7 separate regions of the Mus musculus genome follow, and all the other regions are linked to region 5. The links are chromatin contacts, called in public promoter capture Hi-C maps. All regions are on one chromosome and are shown on one strand. Each heading gives the region's core, a stretch centred on a gene start, on an enhancer-like site or on the middle of the called end of the contact. The rest is flanking DNA. Distances are from core to core; before and after follow the strand shown. Region 1 holds the start of Rrm1 (ribonucleotide reductase M1). Region 2 holds the start of Ppfibp2 (PTPRF interacting protein, binding protein 2 (liprin beta 2)). Region 3 holds the start of Trim68 (tripartite motif-containing 68). Region 4 holds the start of Trim21 (tripartite motif-containing 21). Region 5 holds the start of Fam160a2 (family with sequence similarity 160, member A2). Region 6 holds the start of Ovch2 (ovochymase 2). Region 7 has its middle 8.5 kb from the start of Gm38627.

Region 1 (3,599 bases), core at 559-3,058, 3.0 Mb before region 5:
CATAAAAACACCAACCTAACAAATGTAACATACATGCATAGGACCTAGCACAGACCCTTGTAGGCTCCATGATTGCTGCGTCAGTCTCTGTGAGTCCCTATGACGCCTGCTTAGTTGACTCAGTGAGCCGTGTTCTCCTGGTGTCTTCCACCCCTGTGGCTCCTACAGTTCTTTCTCTAAGCTCTGAAGGGAGAGACCTGTGAAAATCTCCAGTTTGGGCTCTCTTTCTCTGTCTAATGTTTGGCTATGGGTTTTTATATCTGCTCCCAGCTGCAGAAGGAATCCCCTCTTGATGAGGACTGGGCTAGGCACTGACCTAGAGTTTTGGCAGCTGGCCCAAGTTTGGATTTTTGGTTTGCTTTTATTTTTTAGACCTCGGTTCCACATTATAAAAAAAGATGCAATATTTGTCTCTATAAGCTTGGCTTATTATGATGATCTCCAGCTCCATTTCTAGCAAATGATATTATATTCCCCTAACATCTGAATATCAATTGTGTTTCCATATCATATTTTCCCCCTGGATAGCCCTGGTCCTCTAGCTTCATGTAGGATTTCCTATGATGTGTCAGTTGTGGGTGGAGATGGACCCCTTCTGGAGGGTGTAAGAAGCAAATGATAGGTTTTAGCGAAAGAATGCCACATACATTATTTTATGAAGATCAGTTTTATGACCGAAATTAGTTTTTATACTTGTCTTGAATAGGTTTAAAGTACGACTTTAACTATTCTTTCTTTTTTTCACCTAGCCTTTCCCCCCATTTTATTGAAAATGGATTTTTTTTTTCGCCTCACATAACATATCCTGATTATGTTTTCCCTTCTCTCCTTCCAGTTCCTCCCCATCTGGGTCCTGCCCCGTTTTGTCTCTCGTTAGAAAACAAACAGGCTTCCAAGGGAAGAAAAGAAAAAAGAAAAAAAAAAAAAGAAAGAAAACTAGCACATCAGTGTTGAACAGAACCAACAGAAGGACAGAATGCATGAGAAGGAACAAGAATCAGAGATACACTTGTTCGCACACTCAGGCGAACACTATAAAATCCCATAAAAAACACTAGTAAACTGGAAGGCAGGCAGGCCCTGGGCATGCTGCCTTAGTCTCAAGAGTTTATAAGAGCATAGAGGGCCTTGATTCTTCGGTGTCCTCCATCCCCCTAGGTTCTTACACTCTTTCTTCCTCCTTTTCTATGGGGCCCCCTGAGTCATTTGGGGAGGGATTTGATGGAGAAGTCCCTTAGGACTGAGTATTCGCAGATGTCTTGGTCTCTGCATAATGTCTGGCTGTTTTCACGTATTAATGTGGCGACGACTATCTTATTGCTGATCCTATCTCTACTACCATCCACAAAACTGTAAAAGCAAATGGACTGTGGGCCTTCATAAGAGTTTCACAGTACCCCTATTTCTGTAAGGCTGAAATTCAAACACCTTTGGTCTAGCCCCACTCTTTAACTGAGGAGTGTAGACCTACGAGCCCCGGGCTTCCTATCTGCTTCTTATTTGCGGGTTGTAGGCTTTAGTGCAAACCAGAACAAAATCTTGGTGTTTCCATAATGTCCATAATGTAAAATAGCAAAAAAAAAAAAAAAAAAGTCAGAGGGGTAGGGAAGGGGGAAGGGAGGAGGAAGAAGGAAAAAGGAAAAAGGTGTTCTGGATATCTGGTTGGTTACTTTTTTGTTATGAAATAAAAATACTCGGGAGATTTGCTTGCCCACACCCAATATGGCGGCAGGAGAACTCGTTCCCGCCAGGTCCGCTTTCACCCAATGTGGTGGAAAGGAGCGCAGTCTCCCGGGCTTTGCCCACACTCAATATGGCGGCCAAGGGACTCGTGTGCTGTCTGTCTACTGCTCAGTTTCCGCCCATTCAACTCCCGGCGTTGAAACGTCAAGAACGTCATTCGAATTCCGTCCGTCGCGTTGCTCTGCACGTCACGGGTGGCGGGAGCGGGAAGGAGTTCGTAATTCGGTTAGTCTGCTCTGGTGAGGAAAGTGCTGTCTATCGCGCAGCTTCCATCCCTCCGTCCGAGCAGCCTCTCGGAGTCCAACCCTTCACATCTGACAGTCGTCTCTGTCCCTTCTTCGCCTCGGAGCTGCTAACTGGTCTCGAACCTCTCAGCACTTCAGCTTCTAGCGGCGATGCATGTGATCAAGCGAGGTGAGGGGTCCGTGGGGATGGGGAGGAGGAGAGGGGACCCGGCTGCGGAGAGCCCAGCGGTCACTATCGCCGGCCCGCCCGACCCGCCCGACCCGCGGCGCCTCGCCGCTTCCCGCGCTTCCCGCCGCGCTTCCCGCCCTGTCTGTCAGCTGGGCCTGTGTCTGCTCAGTCTGTCCCCATTCTCTTGACCTTTGTGTGTTCCCTTTGACTTTGACTTTGTGCTCCCTTCCAGACTCCCTCCAACCCTGTCTGAGATTGTTCCCGAGCACTGTTATTCCTTGCCGCCATCCTCAGAGGTAGCTGCTTTTGGCTCCATTTTTTTAGAAGAGGTTGCAAAGACACGAAAAAGCACCCCAACACCCCCATTCCACCCCAGCTAGTAGTTGGTGAGGTTAGAATTGAAACCCATAGCTCATAATAGCCCTGTGCCTGTCTTTCCTCATTTCTTAAACAAAATAACAGACAAAAGAACCGCGGAGTCGATGATCTGGTGTAGGAGGAAATAAGGAAAAAAAGAAAAGGCAGGACACCACATTTTTTGAACATCTGTCATTTTTCTGGTCTCTTCTGAGGTGGGAGTGTAGTATCATCTCTCCTGCCTCTGCATTTTTGTGGGGAGGTTTTTTTTTTTTTTTTTTTTTTTACATTGTTTGTTCTTGGGACAGGGTTTCTCTGACTGGCCTGGAACTTACTCTGTGTAGATCAGTCTAGCCTCAAACTCACAGAGGGCTGCCTCCTCTATCATAGGTCGATAGACAAAGACTTTTAACCCAAATAGACAAAGACTTAATCCGAGTAGACATGATTAACCACTGAGCAGTCTCTGCAGACCCCAAAGACAATCTCTTAATTGTTTTAAACAGTTTTAAAAGCTGAATATACTTGATTCTTTGGTATTGCCCGCTTAATAACTGCTAATGCTAACTGTGATTTGATTATTTAGATGGCCGCCAAGAGCGAGTTATGTTTGACAAAATTACATCACGAATCCAGAAACTCTGTTATGGACTCAACATGGACTTTGTTGATCCTGTAAGTAAATACAGTGTGTATCAGGGGTTCTTTGCATGCTATGTGATTTTATGTCACTTACCTCTAGCCCTTCACTTAACTATACTTCAGTGTTAAATGTGAATTTATTGCCTGACACTTTCCTTAATTTTGATGTGTCCTTCAAGTTCTCATTTCCTGGAGAACTCAGAACATGAACTAAGAGGGGACAGTTGATGTGACTACTGGTCAGGCATCTTGTTTATCCGTATTTAGCCACACAGTGTAGAAATTAGTTCTATTTACCGTCATCTGGAATTAGGAGTGCTGTGTATCTTACTCATTTAACTTTTAAGAGTCTCTAACAGTTTTATACATACATATGTAAAATACACTTTTGTCATACTTTCTTCAGTGACCTCTTATCTCCTTCCTACAGCCATCTTCTCCAT
Region 2 (3,512 bases), core at 920-3,419, 2.2 Mb after region 5:
TGTGCTTGCAGCTGTTCTCTGTCTTTGCCAAGTCCAGGCTGGGCCCACAGGCTGTGAAGAGAGATCCACCCCCATGCATCTGAGTAGATCTTTGGCAGAATGGAATGACCCACACAGTTCTGATGGAATGGCCCTGAGAGCCTAAATCTTTTGCAGAATGAGGCTGATATGAATGAATAACTGTGATATACCAGCACCATGAATCCAGGGTCGATATCTGCTCTATGGGCAGAGTCATGTCACCTACCTTACTGACAAAGAACATGACCTACTCACATTGAAGGGTGCAAGGGCATCATCCAAAGGAGTGAGCTCTGTCTATATGGTTCCTCTGAAGTTCAGTGAACAGTTTGTAGCGTGCTGTCTGGCTTCTATCCGGGAAATGTTGGGATTTGATAGTTTTGCAAGATAGATTTGTCTCAAACAGTACACCCTGGTACACAGAATCCCCACAGGCAGGATATCCCTGTTAGGTGAAATTTTCGTTGGAAAGGACCTGTTCATTGCTGCTTTTCCTAACAGCATGAGGGCCCTGGAACACCTGCTTCTGTATCGTTCACGTGTGCTTTTCAGTTCCACTCTGGTTGGATTTAAATGAAGATTGATGGTGTCTCCATGACCCACAGAAATGGTTATTTATTATATTGCTGCACATTGGAATCACCTGGGGAGCTTTTCAAATTCCGAATATGCAGGTTATCCTCTCCAACGCCAAGAGATCAGACCCTCTGGAGATGGGAGGAGAGCGTCTGTACTTTTTTTTTTGTTTTTTGGTTGTTTTTTTTTTTTTTTTTTTTTTTTTTTTTTTCGAGACAGGGTTTTTCTGTGTAGCACTGGCTGTCCTGGAACTCACACTGTAGACCAGGCTGGCCTTGAACTCAAAAATCCACCTGCCTCTGCCTCCCGAGTGCTGGGATCAAAGGCGTGCACCACCACGCCCGGCGTCTGTACTTTTAAAGCTCCTTCCCAAACTGCACAGAAGCTTGAGAAAGCCAAGTTCATAAAACATTTTACAAAATAATTGTATAGTTCTGAGAAAATGCTGCAGTTTCTGGGGGCCTGGGGGAAGAAACTGCCCCCGTGGCCCCAAGCTACCAGTGGGATTTGGAACTGCCCACACTTGAACTTATATGAACTGCGCAGGCTCTGTTTCCAAAAGCCTCTCACCCGCTATTTTAAGGAAGTGAAAGAACCGAAGGGTGTCCTGCTGTGACACAAGTCTGGGGCCCCAATCTTCCTCTACTGGCTTTGCCTTTGCTCTGCTGCTGGCCATGTCCCCGCAGTGCTCACACACCTGTTTGCCACAGTATTTATGATCTTCTGTTCATGTGTGCAAGCCTCTGGTCATACCAGTAATTTTAGACTAATTTTGAAAAAAAAAAAAAAAAAAAAAAGACGAGTCGTGTCTGTCAACACTCCAGGTGTAAGCAACTGGAGTCCAGCTTAGTAGAGACTCCTGCCAGAGTCCCTGTATCCCTGCCATCTGAGGCCCTGGAGATTCTAAGCAGATAAAATGAGCAACCGGCCCTTGGAGGCCCGGGTAGGGCAAGCAGCTGTGGTAAAACCCAGGGCCTTATGCACGCTCGAGGTAGGTGCTGGGATTCGGTCTCCAGGTTTTTTTTGTTTGTTTGTTTTGCATACTTGTACCTGACCTTGCAGGGCACAGGAAGTGTTCTGTCTTCAGCTATTCACAAGACAGAACACCAGAGCTTTAACCACTAGAGGGACCTTCAGGAAAGGCGGGGGGAGCGGCGGCGGAGGTTGAGTTAGACAGATCTAAGAGTGACATGGAACCCAAATTGGGGTTGGTCTGGGCTGATTGGGAATGATACAGGTCTTAGACTACCCTTAATCTCAATGGGGTTACACAAGGCCCGCTGTGTGTGTGTGTGTGTGTGTGTGTGTGTGTGTACGCTTGCGCTTCGGTGCTCCTTTCTGCAATTCTCCGCACGCTTTCCTCGTCCTGCTGACAGATTACAAAAACTCTGGAGACCTGAGCACAGTGGGACACAAGGAAAATGCCTAGGGTCCTTTCTGCGGCCGGAAGAGTGCAAGAGTCCTAGGTGCAAGCAGTGGGCTGGACCCAGAGAGGGGCGTGGTCTCCCGGGAGGGGCGGGGTTTGAGCCAGCACGGGAGCTCTGCCTGGGGGCGGGGCTGACCAGGCAAGTCCCTGTGGAACTGGAACTGTGGCTCTTGGGTCCTCGCGGGCCACTGCGGTGCGGGAGAAGGAGGAGGGGTGGCAGAGGGGCGGTTCCTAGGGGGAAGGTCCCAGCAGCCAGAGAGCCACACTCCGGGACCAGCCTCTCTGGGATCCCCGCCTCCGTCACGTGGGTGCCGAACCGGGTCGGTGCTGGCGGGTCTGCCACTTGGTTGGCAGTTGGTCCTTGGGCCAGTGGCCTGTCACTGGGTTCTCCGCTCTTATGTTGGAAAGTGTGAGGGACACAGGAGCGACCTGCATACCTGAGCCTCCGAGAGAGAAGCTGCACTCTGGCATCCAGGTCAGTGGGTCTCCCTGCCTCGGCTCACCGCTATCCCGGGAACTGAGTACCCCCAGATCCAAGAACTACATGGGTAGTTGGGCGTCTGTGGTCTTTTAGACCTTCGAACGTTTTCAAGACTTGGGGACCCACTTATTTGTCTGGGAGACTGAGAAAAGGGAGCAACTCCCCTGGATTTGCTTGAGTTTTCTACCCGACCTCGCTCTGGATGTGCCACCTGCCCCGCGCTTCTACAGGTGGCAGAGTGGTCCCCAGGATACCGGGGTGTTCCGATATCTCAGAGTTCCGGGCGATTTTGACCCAAGCCTTGAGTCCCGTGAGGGCAGCAGTGGCATCAACTGGAGATACCTAGGTGGGTTTGTTCCATAGACCTTTGGTCCAGAGCGCTTTGGCCAGGAGCAGTTCTGTGCACTAATTGCTAAATGCAACACACTTCCCAAAGGCTCAAGGCAGGATTAGGGTGTGGGGATGCTTCTGTTTTTAAAAGTGGGTCCTCTTCCCTCCTTCCATCCTGACGCCAGACCCATACTTTTCCCTCCGATCAAAATAAGGTTATTATATGTTTAAAAACTAGAACTTCCAAGGTTCCGGTAGGATTCAAATAGGCATTCAGCTCTTTCTTAGAGCACTGAGATATTTGATATAGATCAGTCTTCCTCTTCATATTTTGGTTTTATTTCTGCCTGTGTTCATTTCTCTTGGTCCTTAATTGATTATATTGTAGACTGTAGTGTTTATTAGATTACCGAGTATTTTGTTAAGGTAAATGCTCAACTACAGGAAGGAAGTCAATTACAGACCTAATTAATCTTCAGTCTTAGATTACTATTGGTATACTAAACATGTTATCTGATTAGAAATTATTTCTTTCTTCACCAGCCCGTTTGTATGCATATTTACGTGACTTTGAAGTGGAATATTGTTAAGTCTTTTGTTGTTATTTTCATTTGGGATTTTATTTAAGGCTGATGGTGATGGGAACTGGTGATCTCATTTAGACCCTTGTGAATGCTT
Region 3 (3,722 bases), core at 683-3,182, 2.7 Mb before region 5:
CAACTAAATGCTGAACATGTGTCTGGCAAATACATCAGGGTTAGGGAATAGTTTCTATATCCCAAATGCTTTTACAGTAACAAATATATAGTGATATATTTAAAATATAAGGCAAAATAACAGAAAACACTCTTGAGTATCAGGCTGAGTACCAGACATGGCTTTGTGCACTTTACATGGATAATTGGTATTCCATAACCTGGGACAGAAACTGTTACTGATCTCATTTTATAGGTGATTGATTGGCCCAGGTTTCCAATATTCTACTTCGGGAAAATCACCCATCTTCCCCAGCTTCAGGGTAGAGGACAAATTCAAAAGCAGAGAGGAAGAAACCACTGTGTTGAGTCTGGCAGAAGGGCGTTTTGTAGGAACGAGAGCAGAAGCCTGTAGGACTGAGATCAGGTCGTCCTCAGGTTGTTACTCCTTCTTGCTGTTTCCCCTGCTTTCTGTCTCTCTGCTTCCACCGTCTCCACCCAGCCATGAGATCCAGAATCCTAAGATCCAGTTGTGCACTAACGAATACTGAACTCAAAGGCCCATGTACGCTCCAGCGGAGGGATCATGGAGTAAGCATCCTCCTTTCACCCCCTCACCCCCTCGACTGTTCTGAAATGCTGGGGATTTAACAAGAATCTCAAGCATGCTAGGCAGATGCCTAAGTCTTCTTACTCTCCCAACTGCACCCGTGGCAGCCATATTCTCCTCAGTGCTATGTGCAGTGCTTGGACCCGGGGTCTGTTCATTTTACCCTATTTGGAATCACACTCTTCCAACTGAGACTGTTTCCACGATCTCACTGTTGATATCATTTACCAGAGTCTGTGGGTTTCTTAATTCACACACTAGAAATTTACTATTCATATTTTCTGTTTTTCTTACAATATCCTAATGTCGTGGTACGTTTAATACAGAGTTATCTTCAGTTTTGCTCAGTGTATTCTTGATGCCAACAACAGTGTCTCAATACTTGTTAAATGCATGAGAATTCAATGTAAATGTTTAGGCATAGCTGATAGTAGAGGTGTTAATATCTTCATCTAAGGCAGTGTGCATGTGTCCACCTGTTCATGCTTTGGTGTCAAAAGCACTACTTAAAGCTACAGAAAACCAAAAAAACCCCCAAACAACAACAACAACAACAACAACAACAACAACAACAACAACAACAACAACCAGACAAAACAGCAGATGAAAATTTGGAAGACACTGGCAGTAGGAAAGCGAGGCAAAGAAAGATAGAAATGATAAATCAAGATAAATCACAAAAATGTAGTGGAAGCATGTTAGTTCTATACATTGCCTCAAAAAATGTAAACATGGGAAAGATGTCAAAGATCTGGAGATAAATACAGTTTTCCAATAGAGGATCTCCAATAGAGATCTTTTATCAAACATAAATACTTGGTCAAAAGTTTGACTCATTAACTGCTCAGACCTGTCCAACCTGTAGCTGAGGGCAGCTGTGAATACAGGCCAAACACAAAACTGTAAAATGTTAAGTTTCTTTATGCGATTTTGTTCTCCAGAGTGAACTTTGTAGACTACAATATCAAAAGGTTGCACCTAGCAACCAGTGCCTCCACGGTCCTCAGGGCCGCGAAGGGAGGGGGAAGAGCCTGGAAGCGGCAGAAACCAGCCTCGGGTCTGGAAGCAGTGGCGGTCCGTGCCTTCCTGACCTTCGGGCACTAGGCAGTTCCCCAGGGCGGTGGGATTGGGAACAGGGGAGGGTAAAGAGGGCAGGACCTGTGTTGTCCTCCAAAGAGGTCTGCTGTCGCCTCCTTCTCTAAGCAGCTGTGGAGGCGCGGGGCTCCAGCGGTCCAATCCGCAGCGTAGGAAGCAGCGGGGCGCTCGCCCGCCGCCGGAAGCCGCGATAGCAGCGGGGGCGAGGGACCCAAGGCAAGAGCCGCGCCCGGAGCTGCAGGACCCACCCACTGCGCCGGAACCGACGAATCACTTCTGCACTCAGAGTGGCCTGATTGGCTGTTCGCTTGCCACGTTTCCTGGTTGAATTCAGCTACCTAGCGTGGGTGCGCAGCCGGGCTTCCTTAAGTGGCACCTTTACGCATTGGAATCCGCAGTTCCCTGGAACACGAGCTGCAAGTGGCTGCTCCAGGTTTCAGACAATTAAGCAAAAGTTTTAATAAATGCTTCTGTTTTTCCTGGCTAACTCTTGACACTTACATACTTTTGGTAGCTCCTCATTGCAACAAACTAGTTTCAGAGTTAGAAAACATATTAAATTACGAAGTCCTGATCATAAGCTGCCAGTAAAAAAATCTTTTTAAAGCAGTGTGTAAGCTTTCCTCTCGTCCAACCGCAGAGACACACAAGACCAAGCGTGTTAAATCATAGACCTGGATTTTTCTTTGTAGTTCTTTGGTTCTTTTTCGGATACTGGGACTTTTACTGAGTAAGCAAGAGAAGACACTCAGTGACATATGGGAAGTAACGAAAAAAATTCCAGATGAATCCAGCTTCCAGTGATATGTTTATCGTTGGGACCCATGCTCTTTGAATTCCATGACAATGTCAGAGCTGAGGACATGGTTGACATTCTTCAGGGTGACACCCAGAAAATTATTGAAAATAGACAGGACCAGCACTGTAGGGGGAGAGGGAGGAACTGAGATTTGAACTGAGCCTCTGCTTCTTGGTAGAGACAAATGACTGACCTTATGTCACAGTGAACAGATGGATTCAAAGAAGACATTTAAAAAATACTAATTGAGCATGCATACAAAGAGACCTGGATTGCAAGACTGGGTCATACATTCTCTGCCTTAAAGTCAACCAAGTTCAAGGGAATTGAAATCAAAAGGGGACATCTTTTTCATTTGTAATTGAATGTGTTTGTAACTATGACTGACTCTCAAAGGCCCTGAGAATAGGACACCATAGAGTGACTGGGGGAAGAGGCTCTTGCTTATGAGGAGCACTTTGGACTTAAAAGTTTTGAAGACACGATCAAGTAACCTCATTGGCTGATGAACTTATACAGAATAAAAATAAGAACAGGAGAAGACTGGCTTCCAGGAAGCTAGGAGAAGGGTCTCTAAGCCCATCCCTACAGTGACACACTTCTTCCAACAAGGCCACACCTACTATTGTTAGACCCCGAAACTGGGGAGACTTCCGCTCAAGTCCCGGGATGAGCTGGCCAGCACTCCAATAACTCGAGAGAAAACCACACCTGATGCAAAACTGCAAGAGGCTTTATTGTCAGCTGAGGATGAGCTCCCTATCGGTAACAGTAGGGGGCTTTTAGAGGAAAAACGTGAGGAATTGGGAGGAGTTGGGAGGATGAGTTGGCTACAGCTCATCTCTGGCGGGTGTCCTTGGTAAAATTACAAGGCATGAGGAGTGGGGAGTGAGTTGTAGCTCTTCTTTGTGGAGTCTATCTCCGTGTCCTTGGCACAGGGAGCCAGGCAAGTACCTGGCTAGGTCTTTTTACAATTATCACAACTCTGGTTGTAAGGTATAGAAACAAAAAGGCTTTTTTGCTGGCTATAGAGAACAAAGAGCTTCTTTCTGGCTGTATTTTTAGAAATCAGGGAAAACAAGCTTGGGGGAGACGCTTTAAGTCGGGGTCTCACACTATTAGTGCCACTCCCTGGGCCAAGCATATTCAAACCAACACACACACACACACACACACACACACACACACACACACACACACAGAGAGAGAGAGAGAGAGAGAGAGAGAGAGAGACAGAGAC
Region 4 (3,555 bases), core at 751-3,250, 2.8 Mb before region 5:
CACTGCATTTCTAATGTACCCGGGAGCCACGAGGAAGCACGATGCATGACTCCTTTCCCATGGCTTTGCCTCTGCTGCTGAGAAATAAAGTTGTATTCCATACACAAGCTCCTCTCAATGAAGGGAGAAATTATCCCTTCATCCCCCAACTTCTCAGCCACCATTCTGGGGGACAAAGTGGCTATGTTCTTTAGTCTGTGCTAAGGCCTTACCTGGTATACCTTAGCAGCCTCTTCAATAGGGACCCTGGTGTGGTCCCGGTGTTTCCCAGACTGGGCACACACCCAGCAAAGGGCCTGCCCATCTTCCTCACAGAATAGGTGAAGCTTCTCTCCATGCTTCATGCAGTGCGTTTCCTGGGTACTCTTCTTGGTATTCTGGGCTATCTGTTTAAGGTTTTCCACCATGTTGGCTATATGTCTATTGGGCCTGAGGTTTCGGAGCAGAAACTGTTGCCGGCACTCGGGACATGAACTGCCCCCATTCTTCCCAACTTCAAAAATGCATTCCTTGCAAAAGCAATGGCCACATTCGATACTCATAGGCTCCACCATGGGATCCAGGCAGATAGAACAGGTGACCTCCTCCCACATCTTTTCCAGAGACATTTTTGAGGTTGTAGAGGGTGATATCTGCCGTGGAATCTTGAGAGATGCAGAGGGGCGAAGAGATAAAAATGAGAGTTTGTAGGACAAAAGCAAAAGCAAGGCAAACCCCAAACTCCCCCAAATAATGCCAAGGTGGACAAGCGATGACACAGGAGGGAAAGGCAGAAGGCAAAAGCACCAACCTGAATGACAGGAGCCTCTCCTCCGGCCTCACCCACTGAGCAAGCCAGGCAGAAGGGGAAACCGAGTTTCTAGAAGAGACAGAGAAAACTGGTGGGGGTAACGCTGCTAACAGCTCCACCGTCACCACACCCATCCCTGCTTAACCCTCACTGTCTAGGCGTCTCCCATTTCCTTTCTGTCATCTTATGCCTCTACTGCCCAGAGACGTCAGTCATGGCAGTAACGACCATTTACCATATCACCACAGACCCTCCATATTCCAACCAGAGTTAGCTCATACTAGTCTTCATTAATCTTGGCAGAAACCACAGGGGTCAGGCATTAGGAGTCAAGGTTTATGCAGCTATACATCATAGTAGACATTTTGTCAAATATGACAGGCTGCACATATGGTGGTTGTGCAATAGGCAACACAATGCAGCCTAGGTGTGTCATTAGCGACCCCACTCAGGTTCATGTAAGATGTCATTCATTATCCGGAGTACATTGTCTAAGAGTATATGGCCCAGTTATAAGAGTTGCATGTGTGTATATGCATGTTTTTATATATGTATGTACACATATATTGATGTTTTTATATGCAAACTATACTTGTGCACAAATGCATCAATGTAGGCGTGCCCATATGTTCCCCTCTATAAATGTCTATGTACATAACATGCAGGTGTGCTCACCGGTGAACATTTTTGGGGAGCACTCCCTGGGCTCTTCTCTAAGCTGCTCCAAACCTAGTCTCAACTTCCTTTAGGGTGTGGAGTATCTTAAATCCACAGAAATTTCTACATGGATAGCACTCTCCTCAAGCAGGGATCTTCAAGGGGTAAGGGTTTCCCTGAGCTCCCCTCTGGCCTAGGTCACCACCCTGCTTCTCCTGCCCTTGCTAGGACTGTCGTCTCAGCTAGTCCAGGGCACTAGGAAAGTCACTTTCAGAGCCCAGCTTCCACAGGCCAGCATGGGCAGCTCTGCAGGGCTAGGACAAGACAACTCTGATGAAAAGAAGCAGCAGGTGGGTTCGCAAATTCCCGAGTGTGGGGTGCTGATGGGAAGAGGCTCCTTGAATCTGGTGTGGGGATAAAGAGCCCACCTAGGCCGGCCAGGGGTCCCAGTCTCACTCACCTAACCAGGGTCCTCAGCTTTAGTTATGTGCTCCCAGCTTCGCTTTTGCAAGCCTGCAGTCCAAATTTCACTTTCAGTTTCCTCTCAGAGGCAGGTCTAGCAGGAAGAGGGAGGAGCAAGGGGAGGAGTGAGGAGTTGAGTGGCAAGAGGAGGTTAGAGGCAGAGAAGGCGGAGGCTGGGCGGAGACTGGGCAGAGACAGGGCAGAGAGTGGGAGGAGAGAGGTCAGAGGTGCAAGAAACTGACTCCTGGCCACAGGCAGGGAAAAAACTCAGTACCTGTCCTCCTGGGTCTCTCTAAGGCCCCCTTGTCCCCTTTAACAGAATGTAATCTACAGGATATCGATCTTTGACACTGGTCTTTTCTTCTTACCTGGGAGCTTCTGAGAGAAGAGGTCTGAATGGGAGAGGGAGGAGTCACCATCTGTTTCCTACAGGGATGGATAGCTTCCCCCAAGACTGATCCCGCCACCGTCACTGTTTTTTATTAGTATATATTAATTGTACAGAGTACTTGAAGTATACCCATTTCCCACCACTCTGTTGTGTGATTTTGCTCTTTTCAAATAGTTTGGGGCTAGAAATTTATTCTTTATGATGTCAAGGTATGTGTTGTACCAGTGAAGGGAGTTAAGACTTATGGACAATTGATATTGTATTATAACTTGCGCTAAAAACAGCAGTGGAATTTTCCTCGCTATTTATTATATTTAGGAAACAAAACCATTCTGTGATTTGAAATTTCTAGTCCTGTTTAAGAGATCTCTCTTAGTGAAAGGCCGCCAGGCAACATCTACTGTCTAGATTGTGCTGTTGTACTGGGGCTTGGTTCCTGGAGCACAACAGTCCTAGAAAGCAGAATGAAAAAGAGTCAAGCATCCGAAAGGACGAAGACATCTATAAACATCAGAAAACGACTCTGCTTCTACCACGGAAGGTCTGCTGCTATTTCCTGCAGGCAAAGAACTTGGGTCCCAAAATAAGGCAGAGGGTAGAGTCAATGTCTATTTTGCTATTCACCACCAGAGGATGCTCTGTTTCAGTTTACACACTGGATAGAGAGATTAATGCACACCCTAGGGGTGTGCTGATATATACTCTATAATGTGCACACAGGACTACTAACATATTGTACTCAGAGCTGCCTCAGCTCCCACCTTGGTAATTGTTTGAAGACCCCACCTACTGAAGACCCAAACTCCCTTCACTCACAGATAGTACTTTGATATTTCAAACTTCCCTCTCCCTGACAAAATGACCCAAGTCTTTATTTGGGAAGAATTAATGCTATTGATATTATTGTCTAGCACATTATTAGTGTGTTGGTGAAGTGAGATGTTTATACTTTGGGTTTTAATCATATTCTCTACTAACTTGAGTGTGTATTGGCAACCCAAGTTGTCCCTGGTGATATGCAAGTACATTTTGTCCAGGACAGGAAAAGCTTCTTCTACTTATTTCTAATTTAGTGACTTAAGAAGCCCCCAAAAATATGGAAGCAGAAGGAGGACCAGTTGGAAACAAGAAAGGACCAACGGGTGTGGGAGAGGGACAAGAAAGGATGACGGGTGTGGTGGCGCACGCCTTTAATCCCAGCACTCCGGAGGCAGAGGCAGGCGGATTTCTGAGTTCGAGGCTAGCCTGGTCTACA
Region 5 (3,503 bases), core at 597-3,096:
GAACAATAATATTAGAATAAGTTACCCCTGCCCCTCTTTTGGCAGTGTTGGGATCAAACTTATAGTTTTGAATATGGAAGGGCACTCTCCCACTGAGCCACTCCCCCAGGATATAACTTTATTTTTAGTTCTTTCATCCTGTCTTATACAGATGAACGCTACCATGGACTGGATCCACAGGTCAGTGTTTGGGAACCACTACTACAACCTGTTATGCTTGTCGGTCCTCAAAAGTTCTGATTATCTGGCCAGACATATCATTATGAAGAAGGCCTCTTTGGTCTCCAGAGAGAAGAAAATATACCACAAGATAAAATAACTAGCTCTGAAGCTGAGATTCTTTAACAGAATATAAACTGAGGCTGCCTCAAATTCTCTAGGGATAGTCTTCATAGAAAGACCTAAATACTGTTATGGTTAAAGGAGGTTCAAGACACCTCAACTACATAGCCGACTGTCAGATCAGAGAGAAGATCCAGAGAATGGATCATATCACTAGTGAGACTAACTTCCCCAAATTCATGTCTGTGTGGATAAGGAGATGGACTTATAAAATACAAATAAAATGAACTTAATTATAGGATACAGAGGGAAATATGAGCTGTAAAATAGAGAAAACTTTTCAGGTGGTCTAAGTGTTTGGCATCTTGATTTCACAAATATGCACATATGTCAAAACATGTACACTTAAAGTATAAGCATTTACTGTACAAAAATTTGCTTCCACAAAGTCATGGGTTTTTTGTTCCTGCTTTTCAAACTCCTAAGAAGAGCAAACCTAAACACAGTGCTGCATATAACAAGCCATGTGACTTCCATGAAAGCAACTGCTCGTCCAATACAGATGACAGCAACAGGGAAGGAGGAATGTAGTAAGGGTGCCCAGAAGCAGGCAGAGAGAAAATATGGGTAGTTCTCTCTCTCCACCTCTCAAAACACAAAAACAAACTTCCTGATGGCCTCATTTTAAAGTCTGCCTTACAAAAGCAGAACCTGAGGAAACTGTGGTTCCATTATTACTCTGTAGATGACTAAACCTCAAACATTTTCCTTATCACAGTTACTGTTGCTTATGATGCTGTTTTGTGTGTGGTGTTTGGGGTTTGTTATTGTGGTTCTGGGGTTTTTTTTTTTTTCCTCCTCTCTCACTCTCTAACATATCTATGGGCACAGGGCGGCCAAGTGCACAACACTTGCGCCTGTACTTTACTTGATCGTAAACTATTGCTCTCCCTGGACAGGGCATCCAAGGAGGCCCCACAACCAACCTCAGCTCTCATGCAAGTCTCATAACCCTCAAGCCCCTTTCCTCCTCTGCCCTGCTTTCAACTGCTACACCAAGGCACAGCCATCCCCCGCTGGTTCCCGCCTTGGCCTTTAACGCTCCCCATCCCCGCACAGGCCTTACCCCCTCAACTCTTGTCCCAGGACGTCCCTCACCTTTCCAAGCTCAGCGAACCCACACCCTTTGCAAACGGTGGTTATGAGTTCCTTCAACTGGGCCCTTCGGAGCTGGGCCCAGGATCCCCTCCAGCGGGCTTCTTCCTGGTGCACAGCACCTAGGCTGTCCCCTGCCCCCCTACCTCAGATGTTCGCAGCCCCTCACCACCTGCCAACCCTTCACCCTGTCCCTTCAATTCCAAACCCGGTGCCGTCATCCCGAATCCCCTCGGCACCTTGCGCCTCTGCGCGCGCCGCGGCCCACGCGTCTCTTTCACTTGCACCACGCCGCCCTGCCCGGGCCTGTCGGCGGCCGGGCTAGGTGAGTTCAGGCCGCCGCCATCGCTCCTCAGGCGAACCAGCCGCGCCCCGCCCCGCGCCACACGCAGCCCGCGCCCCCGCGCACCTCACGCAACCGCCCAGTGACGCACGGCTGGGCAGCGGCGTGCCAGCTCATTGGTCCGGCCAGGCCCCAGCCAGAGCGTCGACGCCCGTTTCCTGGCAACGGCCGAGCGCAGGGGCGGGGTCTCCGTCCGCATTCCAAGAAAGGAGCGGCTCCACACTCTCAGGCCCCGCCCCCTCGACCCGCAGACTCCGCCCTTCTGAGGATTCTGGCGTTTTATAGGGGACGACTGAGAAGAGGCGGGGACAGAGGAGAGAAATTCGAACCGGAGGGCAGAAGGCTGCTCTAAGGGAGGGACAAGCTTCTGAGGCTAGGAAAGAGTAGGCTTTGGAAGGCACTGGGAGAGATAGAGGGCGAGGACGAGGGGGCGGGAACACAGGCCCTGGGCGGTGCTTATAGCGTCAAGTGGGCAGGGCTTTTCCTAAAGGATAGGCCAAGGGCCAGTCTGTGGGCAGGGCTGTAGAAAGCTCTCCTAGACCAGGCTGTTTGCTACCAAGCTAGTTTGTTTCCACCAGACTTATGCACGCCGGTTGGATTCTACCTTCCTACCCGTGAAGACCGCCTCTTCCTAGCTCTCCCGAAGCTTCCGTGACCTCGTAGAACGTGGAATAAGTTCCTACATGACAGCCTGGATTCCTGATCCGTTAGAACCTGTCTCAGTCTTAGGGCTGCGAAAGGAAAAGCGTCTAGAAGCAGCACTTAGCATGATCCCTGTTCATAGAGGATGAAAGAGCTGAGAGATGGCTTCAGGGAGAAATGCTGGCTGAAACAAGAGTGAGAAACACTAAGAGAATTAGCAGTTTCCGATAAAATCTGTAGTTGATTCTATCAGTGTTACCTGATTGTGATCATTCTGTGATTACATAATATGATGGATGACAGGGGGGCATGGGTAAGGAGTTTACAGCTTTGTGTGTTGTTTTTGTGACTTTTCTGTGATTCTAAAACTGGTTCAAATTAAAAGTATCCATAAAGAAGAAAGAAATAAAAATTTCACCCTAAAGAATTAGCTATCCCAAGGCAAGGCAGAATGGTCAAGACCCGGAGAACACCTGGAGCTGGGAGCATGCAAAGCAAAGATCAGATGAGAATGAAAACGGAATATATAATACTGCGGGACTAGTTGACCGTGTTAGTTTATATTATAGTCTTGGAATTTTATACATAGTCAGGTGGACAGGGCACCTTTGCAAATGGTCATTCAAAAGCAAAGCCCAAAATAGGATCAAAAGGATGTAGAAAAGGGAGTTTGTGGACACTGGGAAGGGTTTGAGACTTGGGTAAAGGGAAGGGAAAGGATTAAATATTGACATCCTGTATAAATTAAAAACCATCAAAGGGAACCAGAGAGATACCATCCTGGTTAAAGCACTGGCTGAGCAAACGTGACAGCCAGAGTTCAAATTCCCCAGAATCTACATAAATACCGGGTGGGTGTTGTGATCCACCGGGATCTGTCCTTGAAAGGTGACTCTGTTTTATTGAGAGAACCTGTCTCATTAAATCAGATGGAAGAACAAACAAGTGTGATTCCTTCCATCAGTCTCAGGCCTCCACAAGCACACACACACACACACACACACCACTCAAGGGCATACTCACAAATTTCCAGAGCTGAGGCATTGTTATGAGAGGTGGGAGTGACAGTGACTAGAAAGAA
Region 6 (3,592 bases), core at 797-3,296, 2.4 Mb after region 5:
CAAAAAAAGAGAGGTACTTTGTAGTATCCTGCGACACTCACACTCACTGTGTACCAAGATGATTGTTTCTGGCTTTCAACCCAGGTAGACTGTGGACTCCACAACAATGGGGATACCTTCCTCCCTCCCTCCCTCCCTCCCTCCCTCCCTCCCTCCCTCCCTCCCTCCCTTCCTTTCTTCCTTCCTTCCTTTTCTTTGTGAGAGAATTTCATTTCAATATGGAGCTCAGGATGACCTTAAGTTCATGTTTTCCCTGCCTCTGCTTTTGGAAGTCTGCTTTTGGATTACAGGTGTGTAACATCACATCTAGCATAGGCACAATGGAATTACAAATTCACATATGCAGAGTTGCTTAGTTAACTTATGGATGATGCTGTAGTCTGTCCTAGTTTTTAATTGTGTCTATCTCTCTCTCTCTCTGCTCTGCCTATGAGACTGAGTCTTTAATGCATGCCTGCCACACAGTTAGATATGAAGAAATTTAATTAGATTTACTATAGGGCAAAAAATACATTGTTCAGGAACAGTGGTATGATGATAGTTTTAATTCACACACTGGTGTTAAGACAGGTGCCTGTCAGGTAAAGAGAAGACATAACTTAACAAGAAAGCCTTCATCCCCGACAACACTTCAATATGTGTGCATTTATGTGGGCTTTTGACTTCTTAAGTAAGGGGTGAGTTTAAATTTGTTTAATTACACTGTGCAATTCTGTGTTGAATTTGTTTCTCTTGAGGTTATTTTTTCCTATGAAGTTTCCAAGAGTGCATATAAAACTCTCCATCATTATCACTGAGCTTCTTCACCTAGATGGCTCTTTGAATGCTTACTACCACTTCATCTGAAAAGTCTTCCTTGATTTCTTCAAACTGGGACCTGGATCTCTCCCACAATATAGCACTCTTTCTCTCCACTCCCTGTTCCCCTTTAACAGTTCTTTCCAAGCTATGTTATGAGAGTAAATTGTCTCCTTCCCTCATTGGACTACAGAATTCTTCAGTGAGATACTTAGGAATGTGGGTCCTATGCATACACACTTCTAAGGTCTAGCACAGTTCCTGGCTTACAAGTTACACCTGAAAGCATGGCTGATTGAGCACATGACTTTTCTTGGGACTATATCCTTAAGAGGAGAGCTACTTAGATCGTCTTTAAAGCATATAAAGCTCTCCCATATAATTTATTTCTTAATCCCCACACATTGCCTGAAAAAAGGACTTTCATCTTCATGTAGAAGACGTGAAAACTAAAAATCAATGAGACCTGTATCTAATAACAGCAAAACATGAAACGACCAATTGTGGTTTCATTCTGAGCCCATTGCATGTATGATCAAAAGCTGTTCCAGCTGCTTCAGATGGATGAGTCATAAATCTGCTAGACATAAAATTTAGTATTACCTGAAGTCACTGAAGCAGAGACAGAAAACATGTTGATTCTCTGGGCTGGCACAAGTCCGACTACAGACAAGCTTGCCAACAACTGTTTTAAGCTCATTATAATCAATGCAAAAATATTTATACTATATGTCAGTGAGCATGCATCATATGGTTATTAGGATAATTTCCCTGAAGATTCTAAATACTTCCAAACCTGTTCTGATCTCCCAGAATTTGCTCCATGGAAGAATACCAGGTTGTGTAATGCTTCCAAATAAGTGGCCAATCCTAGGTCAGTTGGTAAAACTAGGAGAAAATACTTAGGGTCCCTACAACTGTTTATATTTATTTCATATTATTTCAATTCCATATGCTTATCACAGGAGAAAATTCCAGAGAAATATTTTTGAGAACCAATTACATTTCTGAAGTAATTTGCTTCTCTTGTATTCCCAAGGGAACAAGAGGTGGAGACGTTACTCTGATTTGCTGCAAGAGTGATCCCACCAGACAAAAAACAAAACAAACCAACCAACCAAACAAAACCGAAAGTAGTTATACACTTAATTTGAAACTTACTTCTTATGGAGGAAAGGGTTTCAGAATGACCTTGTTCCAAGCAGACCATTCCTAATATTAAAATCAGCTTGTCCTTGCTGATAGGCATGTTGAGATTCAACGCTTCCTCCTGAAACGTAGAGAGGCTGAAGGAAACAAAGGCAGCAAGCTTTGGAAGAATAGCAATAATCCAACTTAAAACAAGCTTATTTATTAACTGAGACTGGAGGCATAAGATGTCTTTGCATGTGGTTTCTTGAAAATGTTTTTTGTTAGATGTGGGGAATCAACTACAAAACTGAAGTCTTGACTGAGCAGCATAACATTCTATTCCACCTACATCAATAAGTTGCTTCCTCCAGTGTTCCTGGCTTAGCAAAGTGGTTTGTGTTTGAGGTTTTGTTGTGATTGTTACTTGCTCCTTTTTCTGTAAGAGGATTAAATATTTGTGTGTAATACTTCTAGCAAGATGCAAACAACTGTGTACTTATCCCTGATAGGTAATTGAGAACAGATTAAAGTAAGGATACCACCAATATCCAACTTGGTGAACCAATGTATTTTATTGGCATTACTTACAGGACTATGGATGAGGGGTTAGTCACAGGAGCTGAAATGACTCAAAGACAGTGCATTAACAAAAGCCTACTCCAGCATGGGTGACAAATTATAAAAGATTGAGACCTAGAGCACAATATAGTCTGTAGACAGTTGAACAAATTGAAGTGTCCTTTGTAGGCAGTTTTGTTGGTTTGAGTCTTTTCTAGACAGCTCAGTGGATCCAAGATTGTATTTCAGCAGTCTTTACTGCTTACATATGCTAGAGAGAGACCTAATGAATCTTACTAGTTTCACTGACTTCATAATATCTTTGTTTACTTCTTGAGCCTTAACTAGGCTCCCTTTACAATATCCTAAGTCTTAAGGAGGTTCTTTCCATGATAAAATGTTTTATTTCCTAAGGATTTGCTACACAACAAATATCAACATTGTCCCTTTGCAAGGGTAGATATTCTTAGCTGTTTGCAAACAGCCCACCAGAATGTACTAAAACACTTTACTCCCGTTCTTTTCCAAGTGTAACCGCATTAGCATGTATTAGTGAGGAAGAGGAGAAAAAAACCCTAATGCAGTAGCACATTCCATAATACATACTGCTACAGACTCTTAGGATTTTAGGATGCTGTTCATTGGCGTGTTTGTGAAGTTTCATTTCCCCCCATGAAAAAAGTATTCTAGAAGGCTAACAATCTTCACTTCTGTACCTTGTAGATGTCTAGACACAAAAAGTGGCTATAATTACTTCCACATTTTCCTCTTTCCTGGCTGAATTTCTTGGCACGTTGTGCTGGCTAGATTTATATCAGCTTGACACATGGGACTCTCAATTGAAAAAAAAATGCCTTAGAAGCTTTGCTTAGAGGCTAGTCTGTGGTGCATTTTCTAAGGTTACCATTGTTGTGGGAGGGTCCAGCTCACTGTGGGCAGTGTACACCTGGGCAGCTTGTCCAGGACAGTATAAGAAAGGCTGAATAAGCCATGAGGAGCAAGAGAGCTCCACTTCTCCATGGCTGCTGCACTAATTCCTGTCTCCAGGTTTCTGCTTGAGTTCCTGATCTGTTTTACCTGGATGAAGAAATGACTACAAGCTATA
Region 7 (4,011 bases), core at 54-2,553, 2.9 Mb before region 5:
GGGTAGATTGGCACATGCGATGGTGCTTAGTGCACAGGAAAATGGCCAGAAAATGTTGTCATTATGAACATTTGAGACGTATCCCAAAGTATACTCCGTCAGACAGTGCCACAGGATGCTAGTGTATGTTGAAAGAGGAAGTTCTGCTATGGTAAGCATCAAAACCCAGACTTAAACCAAGAGAAACATCTGTCCCCCTCGGAAAGACTCCAACTGATTAAAAGAAATTGTCAGCTACTACTCCCCAAAGCTGAGGAGGGTAGCTTAAGTAAGTGGTTCTCAACTTGCAGGGCCATGGAGCTTTTTCCTGTGTAGTGCGTGCGTGCGTGCGTGCGTGCGTATATGTGTGTGTGTGTGTGTGTGTGTGTGTGTGTGTCCTGGAAGATACTTAGGAAAAATGCAAGGCTCTCTTCACCTTAAAAAAAATTGAGGCAGGGTCTCACATAGCCCAGGCTAGCCTCTACTGTAACTGATTACGTAGTGGAGGATGGTCTTTAACCGAGCCAAGCTCGGAGAGCTTTTGTTTTGCCTCAATCGGTCTCTGGGTCTCAGGGTCACCATGTGGGCTTAGGTCTCAGTTTCCTTCTCTGAAATGCGAACAACTGTGTATGTACAACAGGGCCTATCGCAGTGTTGTTAGGACTGAGGAAATTAATGTAAGTAGTTTCACAGTTCCTGGCACACAGACTGTAAATGTGAGCCTTTCACTCTCTTCTGGGGACAAGTCATGATTGATCCTCATTCTGATGTGTGGCTCTTGCCCAGAAGTTAGTAGGTGACCCCCAGCGCTGTCAGTTTGGAGAATAAGTTGAACACACCCCAGGATGAGATATAATGATTACTCTCTCTCCTTTTTCCGCCTGACCACTGGTCACTGGGGAGAGATTACTGGGCCAGGGTCTAGGGTTCAGTGGTCAAGGCTTTTGAATGGACCGGGAGGGGTGGATCTGGAGATCGGGCCAGCAAAACACCGGAAACCCTAGATTCGGTCTCCCTGGCCACTCGTTGGTGTGGCTGTGGCGACCTCGGCTTCCGTGGGTGGCACTGGGAGCTTGCTTGCAGGCGGCCACGGCAGGCTTGCGCCAGGTTGCCAAAGCCGGGCCTCCGCGGCGCTCCGCTGGGGCTCGTTAGCGCCGCGGGCTGGCTGTCGCCACAGCGGCCCGCGGGAGCCTGGCGATCTCGTAAACATTAAGTCCCCATGCTCTGACGAGGCCCGTGGGAAGCGGCGGGGTTGAGGGCGGCCGAAGGCTGTGAGCTGGGAGCGCGGTGCCTGGTGGCTCTGTCACCAGGACCCGGGCGCCCGAGGCTTGTGCGTGCCGCCGCGTGGGGGCGCCCGAGTCCACGGAACGAGCCTGTAGGGTGAGCGCGAAACTGGAAGACACCCGTGCGCTCAGTTTCCTCCACGACCAAACATCGTTCCCGATTCTTCTCTCTAAGCTTTTAAAATAAACTCGATAAACTTGGAACCAGGCGGGGGCTGATGGAGCAGTAGGGAAAGCTGATGTTGGGTGAACATGCCCGGGCACCTCACTTTTTCAGCTTTATTTATTACTTGGCAGCAGGCTGTGTTTCTCAATGCTCAGCTGTGTTCTAGCTTAAATCCAGTTAATCTTTCTCTTCTCCTTACCAAGGGAAAATTAAAATTAGGATGTCAAAAGATCACATATTAGGGTGTGGAGGCACGTGCTTGCAATGCAGAGGTGGAGGTAGATCAGAAGTTCAAAGTCAACCCTGACTACACAGCAAGTTTGATACTAGCCTGGGATACAGGAGATCTGGCATCAATAAACAAGCAAAACCAAACCAAAACCAACCAACTAAACGACCCCCACCGCTGACAAAACAACAACCAAATCAACAAGAAACAAAAGCCCAACCTCTACACCCCTTCTCCCCCCTTCCCTCCTCCAGTCTTTAAACCTGTATTTGGCATTGTTAGCCCCATCAGAGAACCCAGGCCTACTTGGGATGGCCATGACTCTGAAAAGGGGCTAAATTCTCTGGAACTCACTTGCTAGGATCAACACTCATAGGGTAGTGCTTCCTGTGTCTTTCTGTTCTCTACAGTGCAGGGTGTGGATCTACCGCAGAGCTGTCCCTCTCCCCCCAGTTCGGTGTCTTTGTCCCTTCGGACTAGAAAGCAATAGTGCTACAAGCTAATCTCAGACCTGAAGTCCACCACGCAGGGATTTCAATGTCTGTGCTTCTGTCAGACTGGGTTGGGGAGGGATAATGTCTGTCTGAGGATAGCACCTCGTCTGCTCTGCTGGCCACGACAAACCCAGTGGCTCACTATCATTCATCTCTCACAGTTTTGGAGGCTGAGTATTTCAAGACTCGGGTGCTGGCAGATTAAATGCCTGGTGAGCGCCCTATTCTGAGTTTGCAGAAAAAGAGGAAGTTACTGGTCTGTGGGAACAGTAGAAGTGAGACTCAGGCATTTATTGTGGAGCTGGGCAAGGCTCCTTTCCTGAGCCACCAGCTCCAGTTGCCTGACTTCAGTTTACTGGAGGCAGGTATCAGGCTGCTCACAGATCAAGGGCAGTAAGCCTTTATTGATCTGGAGGTGGGGTAGAATAATGCTTGCTAATTTCCCATTGCTCATGGGCACAGTGGAGGTGCTTTCCTTCCTGGGTACAATCTGGCCTGAGGGTTTGCAGGCTTACAGTTCCAACTGAAACCAGAACTGCTGAGCAGTTCATTGCCATGTACAGGGATAGTAGCCTCAGGTTTGGTATGGGCCATATGATCAAACTGTATGTCCTTCAGTTGCCAATAAACACATACGAAGCTCGAAACAGCAAACAGATTAAGATAACTCTAAATTACAATTTTGGAAAAAAGTTTTCTTTCGGTTTTTCAAGACAGGGTTTCTCTGTGTAGCCCTGGCTGTCCTGGAATTCAATTTGTAGACCAGGCTGGTCTTGAACACAGAGATTCACCTGCCTCTGACTCCTTCCTGAGTGCTGGAATTAAATGTGTGTGCTAGCATTCTCATCTGGGAAAATAAACATTTTAAGTGATCGACATGTCTACATGCAGAGTTGAGCAGGGTCTGACTCACAAGTGTTAAGAGAGTACAGGGACAGACACAGTATAAAGACAGAAGTGGCCAGCTTTTATCTGCCTCAGTTATCCATCAGATGCCTACCGGCTGCAGTGAAGGGTCAGAGAAACCGGGAAACTGTTACAGACCCCTCACTGAGGTCTTATCTATAGTTCAGCTGTCGCTTTCCGGAATCAGGGTTAATTAAGAGCAGATGTGATTTTGCTCTGACAGAGTGTCTGACATCAGAGTTGATTTGGATGATTTACAAAGGACATTTCACCGGATGCGGTTTTCTCCCGTTCACACTTTTCTTTTGTCCTTTGTGTAGCCATTTTGAGCCTGATTAGTTTTAGCTCGATCTGGACATAGGGCTTGGCAATCTGGCCCTGTAACCTTGTCTTTTATTTAAAAAACCAAGAGTTTAATCCAGTGAAAGTTAAGGGTCCTGAGTTCTTTGCCCTTTGGTGTTCCTACCTATGGGAGCAGGGTAGGGAACCTTTGCTGCTATGCAAAGCCCTCTTTCCATTCATTACCTTTGTTTCTTCAAAATACTGTTATTTTTCTGAGCTGTTTCCAATTTCCTTTTGAATGTGCTGGCCAGCCTCAGGGTGTGGGATGCTGATTTACAGAGGAACTTGACTCTGTATTTTTAATGTATCTCTGTCATCCTCAGATCACTCTTACCTGTGCCTGTGGCAACTCTCTCCTCCACTGTGCACTGTGTGTGTCATCTGTGTGGTACAAGCACAACTTGCTTGACAATGGGGCTGTATGTCAAGACATTTCTCTTTAAGGCGGTTTCACTGCTGTGTGAATATTGCAGTGTACTTACGGAAGCTTAGGTGGTTGGTATAGTCGGGTATACCCCAGCTGTATCTCTTACTGCTCCAAGGCCATGCTGAGCAGAGTGTGGTATGAAGTCAAGCACTGGAGAATCCCAGATGCAACCCAGAGTTATGCTA

The links. Promoter capture Hi-C pulls out the DNA fragments that hold promoters and counts their contacts.
Region 1: a promoter capture Hi-C map of second pharyngeal arch cranial neural crest shows a contact between it and region 5. The contact joins the promoter of Rrm1 here to the promoter of Fam160a2 in region 5. A contact is called at or near these places in 11 of 39 promoter capture datasets (the C10 cell line, cranial neural crest, embryonic stem cells and 7 more) and 2 of 115 datasets of contacts at active chromatin or transcription factors (astrocytes and embryonic stem cells).
Region 2: a contact with region 5 is called in a promoter capture Hi-C map of pre-B cells, with 7 times the contacts expected there. The contact joins the promoter of Ppfibp2 here to the promoter of Fam160a2 in region 5. A contact is called at or near these places in 5 of 39 promoter capture datasets (cranial neural crest, liver, pre-B cells and 1 more) and 1 of 9 other capture datasets (adipose tissue).
Region 3: a contact with region 5 is called in a promoter capture Hi-C map of pre-B cells, with 9 times the contacts expected there. The contact joins the promoter of Trim68 here to the promoter of Fam160a2 in region 5. A contact is called at or near these places in 7 of 39 promoter capture datasets (the 3T3-L1 cell line, the C10 cell line, cranial neural crest and 4 more), 1 of 484 Hi-C or Micro-C datasets (CD4 T cells) and 1 of 115 datasets of contacts at active chromatin or transcription factors (astrocytes).
Region 4: a promoter capture Hi-C map of pre-B cells shows a contact between it and region 5, with 7 times the contacts expected there. The contact joins the promoter of Trim21 here to the promoter of Fam160a2 in region 5. A contact is called at or near these places in 7 of 39 promoter capture datasets (3T3-L1-derived adipocytes, the C10 cell line, cranial neural crest and 3 more), 2 of 484 Hi-C or Micro-C datasets (B cells and Th1 cells), 1 of 115 datasets of contacts at active chromatin or transcription factors (astrocytes) and 2 of 9 other capture datasets (adipose tissue and liver).
Region 6: a promoter capture Hi-C map of second pharyngeal arch cranial neural crest shows a contact between it and region 5. The contact joins the promoter of Ovch2 here to the promoter of Fam160a2 in region 5. A contact is called at or near these places in 4 of 39 promoter capture datasets (cranial neural crest, hippocampal neurons, liver and 1 more) and 1 of 9 other capture datasets (liver).
Region 7: a promoter capture Hi-C map of hippocampal neurons shows a contact between it and region 5, with 6 times the contacts expected there. The contact joins the enhancer-like site here to the promoter of Fam160a2 in region 5. A contact is called at or near these places in 7 of 39 promoter capture datasets (the 3T3-L1 cell line, cranial neural crest, frontonasal cranial neural crest and 3 more) and 2 of 115 datasets of contacts at active chromatin or transcription factors (astrocytes and forebrain).

The regions. Positions count from the first base shown.
Region 1 is chr7:102,439,887-102,443,485 of GRCm38.p6, forward strand. It overlaps Rrm1 (ribonucleotide reductase M1), which reads left to right and starts at 1,809. Exons shown (of 19, transcript NM_009103.3): 1 at 1,809-2,157; 2 at 3,101-3,189. The coding sequence starts at 2,139.
Region 2 is chr7:107,592,882-107,596,393 of GRCm38.p6, forward strand. It overlaps Ppfibp2 (PTPRF interacting protein, binding protein 2 (liprin beta 2)), which reads left to right and starts at 2,170. Exons shown (of 25, transcript NM_008905.2): 1 at 2,170-2,498.
Region 3 is chr7:102,685,395-102,689,116 of GRCm38.p6, forward strand. It overlaps Trim68 (tripartite motif-containing 68), which reads right to left and starts at 1,933. Exons shown (of 7, transcript NM_198012.4): 1 at 1,747-1,933.
Region 4 is chr7:102,563,482-102,567,036 of GRCm38.p6, forward strand. It overlaps Trim21 (tripartite motif-containing 21), which reads right to left and starts at 2,001. Exons shown (of 8, transcript NM_009277.4): 1 at 1,908-2,001; 2 at 791-859; 3 at 213-644. The coding sequence starts at 608.
Region 5 is chr7:105,398,208-105,401,710 of GRCm38.p6, forward strand. Fam160a2 (family with sequence similarity 160, member A2) reads right to left here and starts at 1,847. Exons shown (of 12, transcript NM_199009.3): 1 at 1,677-1,847. It also overlaps a transcript of Cnga4 not described here.
Region 6 is chr7:107,799,133-107,802,724 of GRCm38.p6, forward strand. Ovch2 (ovochymase 2) reads right to left here and starts at 2,047. Exons shown (of 16, transcript NM_172908.3): 1 at 1,960-2,047. The coding sequence starts at 2,047.
Region 7 is chr7:102,511,953-102,515,963 of GRCm38.p6, forward strand. It overlaps the pseudogene Gm8556. Among named protein-coding and RNA genes, the nearest start is that of Gm38627, 8.5 kb to the left of the region's middle. Within about 2 kb of position 1,304, at least 106 of the 459 cell types and tissues checked have an H3K27ac peak or open chromatin away from gene starts, as enhancers often do. A contact at or near this core is called in astrocytes, forebrain and hippocampal neurons, where this site is marked.